2 separate regions of the Mus musculus genome follow, and region 1 is linked to region 2. The links are chromatin contacts, called in public HiChIP or PLAC-seq maps. All regions are on one chromosome and are shown on one strand. Each heading gives the region's core, a stretch centred on a gene start, on an enhancer-like site or on the middle of the called end of the contact. The rest is flanking DNA. Distances are from core to core; before and after follow the strand shown. Region 1 overlaps Stard13 (StAR-related lipid transfer (START) domain containing 13). Region 2 has its middle 44 kb from the start of Kl.

Region 1 (2,700 bases), core at 52-2,551, 73 kb before region 2:
TCTCACAAAAGAGAACGTCAAAAACTAATGATACACAATGTTTCCCACAATGTGGAGTGATGGGCTTTTTGCCCTGTCACCTAACTGCTTTGCAGAACTCTCAGGCAGGATATCCGTGAACAACGTACTCAAGGCTCTCTGTGCAACCTGCAAATTAGTCACCTTGGTAGTCTGACCTGCTTGGGATATTTTTTAATGTCTGCTGCAGTAACACACACTCTTTCCCGTCCTGCTTACTGGGGACCTCGAAAATATGTGCACATGAATAGAATATTGCTTTTCACATTGCAAGTTGAAGACTCATAGTCTATTTTCAAATAAAAACATTCCAACATGTGGTGCCCCCTCACTTGTCAGTCTCTGTCCTGGGCTTTGTCTGTGGCTGATTCTAAGCAGCCACACAGCACACTCTAGGCTAAATGATAGGAGACAGAGTCAGAGACTTGAGAATCAAGTGCCCCACAGAACTACAGCCAGCTTTGGATGGAAATAGAAAGTGATCAAGAAAGAGAATTAAGAACCGAACAGCTGTGTGTCCAGTTTACATATTCTATGAAACAGAATTTTCATGTCCAATCTGCAAAAATCACAGACTTGAGTTTTTCAGTGTGGTCTCCACGTGCCTTAGTCATCCAAGGCTACAGTACTCCCTTGAAGGCAGTTGGACCTGAGAAATGGCTCTTGGGCAGGGGGGTGGGGGGGGCTTTCTGGTCAACCTGGGTGGTTAGTAAATAAATGCTGGCATGGGACCTCTCTGGGAGGCCCTGCACTCTATGTTAAAGATGAAGAAACTCTGTAGAGTCAGTTGCCCCCAAACCACAGACCAAAAGGCAGAGGTGAGATTTGAAGCCAGCCAACTCTTCGCCTTTCAAAAATTGTTGGTATTGCTCTGGACCCAAATGCTTGTCAGTTCCTTGGTCTAAGCCATACAAGCAGTGAACTGTTTTTACAACAGGAACGTTGTCATGCCGTTGCAGTACCAAGTTCCACAGTTTCTTGTTCCTGTCTTGGGAAATTTTGTTTAGCTGAGTCAAGGAAAGAAATAAAAATGAAAGTGTACAAGGAAGTGTAGGTGGTGACGCCTAGCTCCTATTTGGCTTGCTGTCTGTTCTGCTGTATATCCATGTGGCTTAGCATCTGCCCTCAGGTGGAGGGCTCTGGGCCCTCATTCTGTACCTCAGCTACAGACTCACCAAAACCCTTCTGGGAGGCATTTCTGAAGGCTGAAAGTGGGATGAGGAGGCTCTCCAGCAATTGGACTGGTTCATCAGCCTGCCAACATACCAAGTAGAGCATTCCTGCATCCCAACAGGCTGACTCACTGGCCTGGGTGCAATGTTAATGGCTGCTGCAACTTTAGCTTCTAGATGTCTGCATAACTGTGGATTTGTCTCCTGTCACAGCTGCAGATTTGTACGGCTCCCCTAACCTGTTTTGTTTTGTTTGTTTTGTTTTTAAAAACCCATTTCTCAGTTTCCGGTGATATCCATCCAGAACAAATATGTAATTTTAGTAAAGAGCATTCTCATTTAGAAAAAAGCCAACAGAGGAGACTCCTCCATGGTGAAAGCAAGGCAGAGCCAAGCTTCCTGTTCTTGGACAAATATCACTACTGACTGATCCACACTAGCATCATGGTAATGTTAAATGGCCTGAAGGGGCCGGCGTTTAGAAAGATAGCTCTTTTCAAAGGCTCCCATTAAAGTCAGCATTTTAATAAGACTCTGGATCATGACCAAAGGTGGAAAGCCACACAGATACTGTGAGTAAAACCTCAAGGCTAGGACCCTCTAAGCTGGATGCTAAGGGCATTACTGAGTTCTCAAAACTGTGACAAGGGGCCTGATTTCCATCTGCACCCCTGGGACATTGTCTTCCACGCCCCACATCTCCTGCAAAACACATATATATCCTGTCCTTCCTGGCAGCATATATATGTAGACAAAGCACCCTTACACGTAAAATAAAAATAAACCATTATTAAGGATAGAGTAACTATATTTTACATCACACAGTGTTATCTTCTTCACAGGATATCCTTCAGTCCCACCAGGAGCTCCTACATCTTAACCCATGCTCTTTACTCCTTACCCAAAATGCTAAAGAAGAAAAGTATTTTAAATTTTTTCACATTTTTGAACACTTATGCATTCAGCAAGGTATGTTGGGGACGGGCCCAAATATTACATGAAATTCATTTATCTTCACTGATTTTATTCAATATTTTCCTTAATTTTGTGCACGAAGCAAAGATTTTTGTTAAAGATTTATCTTATTACTTTTACGTTTCCTTTCTCTTTTTCCTCTGTGTATGACCGGTATATAGATGCCATGAACTCCCTGAGTGCTGGGAGTCAAACTCTTGTCATCAGAGGTGTGAACCTGAGCCTTTAATCTGAACTGTCTCTGTTGTGGTCTACAATCTTCTATTTCTGCCGTCATGTCAGTCTTCAAAACTCTACCTTTGGGAGCACTTCAGATGTGGGGTACAAGAGGGTGAGCCATGTTCACTCTATGCCTCTGACTATGAAAATGAGCTCTGGTATCACTTCGGAGTTTACATAGCCTCATCACATATAATCGAATTTAGATCTATTTGCGAACTACTTTATACGTGTGTTCTGTTACCTTCCATATTGTGACGGAGAAAACTCATTCCTACATCAGTTTTCCCAGCTTAAGATCCCGGGGAATGGCCTT
Region 2 (2,700 bases), core at 99-2,598:
AACATCCTTCCTCCAGCAGGGCCACATCTCTCAAAACACCACCAACAACTGGGGACCAAGTACTCAAATGTCTGGGCTTAGGGGAATTCATTTCTCATTCAAACTACCATGCCTACGTAATTCCTATGAGTTTTAAAGTCGGTGCTGGGTAGGATGGCTCACACCTGTAATCCCAGCACTTGTGAGGTTGACCCAGACGATTGCCAGGAGTTTCAGAGCAGCCTGGGCTATTCAGCAAGTACCAAGTCAAGTTGGGCTACAGAGTGAGACTCTTTCTCAAAAATATTAAGATTTGGAGAAGCCAGGATGAAATTACCCTGCTCTTGTTTTAGCTTCGGTGGTAATCCTACCCCCAGAGAAGCTGCTCTATTGGTTTTTGTTGTTGTTGTCATTGTTTGTTTGTTTGTTTTTTAAAGCTCCCAGGTGACTGGAATGTATTACCAATACTGGATCCCACTGGTCTTAATCACTCTATCCCCTTATAGATAAGGACAACCCCTGGTTGAAAAGATATCTTGCTTCCGGTTGTAAAGCAAATTTGCTAGTAGCCTAGCAGTTCCAAGATCCCTATCTGATTTGGGGCTGCCTCTACTACATAAGAGCTTGGTCCTTCTGAACTCCAGGCCCTCTCTTTCCATGCATAGGAGTTGGCAGATTTCTTTTTTTCCAAGAATGTTTTGCCAGGGCTGGGTTTGTGGCTCCATCGAAAGTGTGCTTGCTTAAAATGCAAGAACCTTCAGTCCCCAGCACCACACTAACCAGGTGTGATGGTTTGTAGCTGTGATCCCAGCCAGCTCTTGGGAAGTAAAGAGAGGAAGATCAGAGTTTCAAGGCCATCCTCTGCTATGTAATGTGGTTCAAGACCAACCTCGAATGTGAGAACCTGTCTTAGACCAAAAACAACAAAAGCTTTGTGATTAGGAATTTAGCTCAATAAATAGTGGAGCATCTGCTTAACGAGTGACAAGTGCAAGACCCCAGGTTCAGTCTCCAGAACTGGGGGGGGGGGGGGGGGGGGGGGAATCAGACACACACACAGGCACAGACACCCACACACAGAAACAGACACACATACAGGCACACACACAGACACACAGAGACACACACACAGGCACTCACACAGGCACAGACACACAGAGACACACACAGACACCCACACACAGAGACACACACAGACACACACATATACACACACACAGATACACATACACAGACACACACATACAGACACACACAGGCTCTGTGAGTGCTGCTCCACCCAGGATCCCACAGAGCAGACCCCTCACCCACTCTCCTGCTCTGTCCCTGTCCTTCCTTCTTCCCTGGATGAGTCATGGTGATGTCACATGTCTTCGGGCACTAGATTCCTGCACCTCCAGGATGACTAACCTGCACTGCCAGCTATGTGGGTTGGTAAGGAATGACAGGCAGGGATAAATTAAAGCCATTTTATTACGGCACCAACAACAATAAAAGCTGACCCACTCATCATGTTGCTCGTGCGTTCATCTTAACTGTCAATCTTTCTCTAATTTTAAGTCCATTCTTCTCCTTCCCAGCTTAGCACTTCTGCCCCCCCCCCCCCGCACCCCCTCTCACACCCCTCCACCCACACCCACCCCTGCTCCTATCTGTTGAAACATTCCATTTGAAACCTTGGGGCTGTTTATCAGAGACTCAGGATAGCCTGTGATTTAAAGGCAGAAACGAGTCCGTGTCTTAAATGTAGCACTAAGGCCATGAACACTGCACAATTTGCCATCTAATAGCTTAGATGTTGCTAGCCAAAGCTTTTGATTCACTTTAACCAAAAATAATACAAAATGCCTTAGGCAACATTTGTGCTCTAAGCTGTAATTAGCAGAAACTGCAGCCCAAAGAGATGGAAAGTTCCAAACTCATCAATTCTAGTCATTTATTAAGGGAAATGGCTGATGTTTCTATTGCAAAAAAAAATTATACAAGATAAATAAAGTCATTTACTGTTAAATTGTTTTACCATAAAATAAGCATATTCAAAGATTATACTAAATGAAGAAACCCTACTAACTAAAGATTTTGGAAATAAGTGAAAAATTGATGTCTGCAACTATTTACCAACTAAATAACAAATACGCAAATTCTAATGTTCTGTCTGTGTCATTAGATTGTTTCAAAAGAGCAGATGGTACAAGACACAAGTAAGGATGTATCTTCTGCCAAATGGTCTTCAGGATTCTACCCATAAAAAAAATTGTATAATTAAACAAAAATAACACAACAAAATAACTTAGTATCATAAAGTAAATATAAGAATTGAGTTTTCTTTCAATTTTACTAAAGGAATCCGTCTGAACATGTCTATGAAAAGTCACAAAAATTAACTGATGTGTCAGGGTAAATAAACCATCTTGATAGTAACACTTTATTTTTACAACATTGAGCTCTAAATATTGAGTTATCAACAAATCTGAAACATGTTAAGAGTAAGTGGGATTAGTCTAGAAAAATTATGTCACACGCTTTTCATCGCTGTGATGAAATAAAGTCACGCCCCCCCACCCCACCCCCAAAAGACAACTTTAGGAGAGAAACCATCTCCTCAGCCTGAGACTTTAGTAGACCTCTGATCAGTATTGGAACTATTAAAGATAGTGGGGGGGGGGGTTTAGGAGGGGAGGGGGGAGTTGCTGGAGAGCCAGCTCAGTGGTTAAGTTCACT

Evidence for each region. HiChIP or PLAC-seq counts read pairs in DNA pulled down with a chosen protein or histone mark.
Region 1: a contact with region 2 is called in an H3K27ac HiChIP or PLAC-seq map of trophoblast stem cells, with 18 read pairs. The contact joins two enhancer-like sites. A contact is called at or near these places in 15 of 484 Hi-C or Micro-C datasets (2-cell embryo, 8-cell embryo, cranial neural crest and 4 more), 2 of 115 datasets of contacts at active chromatin or transcription factors (embryonic stem cells and trophoblast stem cells) and 1 of 9 other capture datasets (embryonic stem cells).

What each region holds. Positions count from the first base shown.
Region 1 is chr5:151,068,317-151,071,016 of GRCm38.p6, reverse strand. The region is part of intron 4 of Stard13 (StAR-related lipid transfer (START) domain containing 13); the gene reads left to right. Among named protein-coding and RNA genes, the nearest start is that of Kl, 120 kb to the right of the region's middle. Within about 2 kb of position 1,301, at least 66 of the 459 cell types and tissues checked have an H3K27ac peak or open chromatin away from gene starts, as enhancers often do. A contact at or near this core is called in trophoblast stem cells, where this site is marked.
Region 2 is chr5:150,995,384-150,998,083 of GRCm38.p6, reverse strand. No RefSeq gene overlaps it. Among named protein-coding and RNA genes, the nearest start is that of Kl, 44 kb to the right of the region's middle. Within about 2 kb of position 1,348, at least 62 of the 459 cell types and tissues checked have an H3K27ac peak or open chromatin away from gene starts, as enhancers often do. A contact at or near this core is called in trophoblast stem cells, where this site is marked.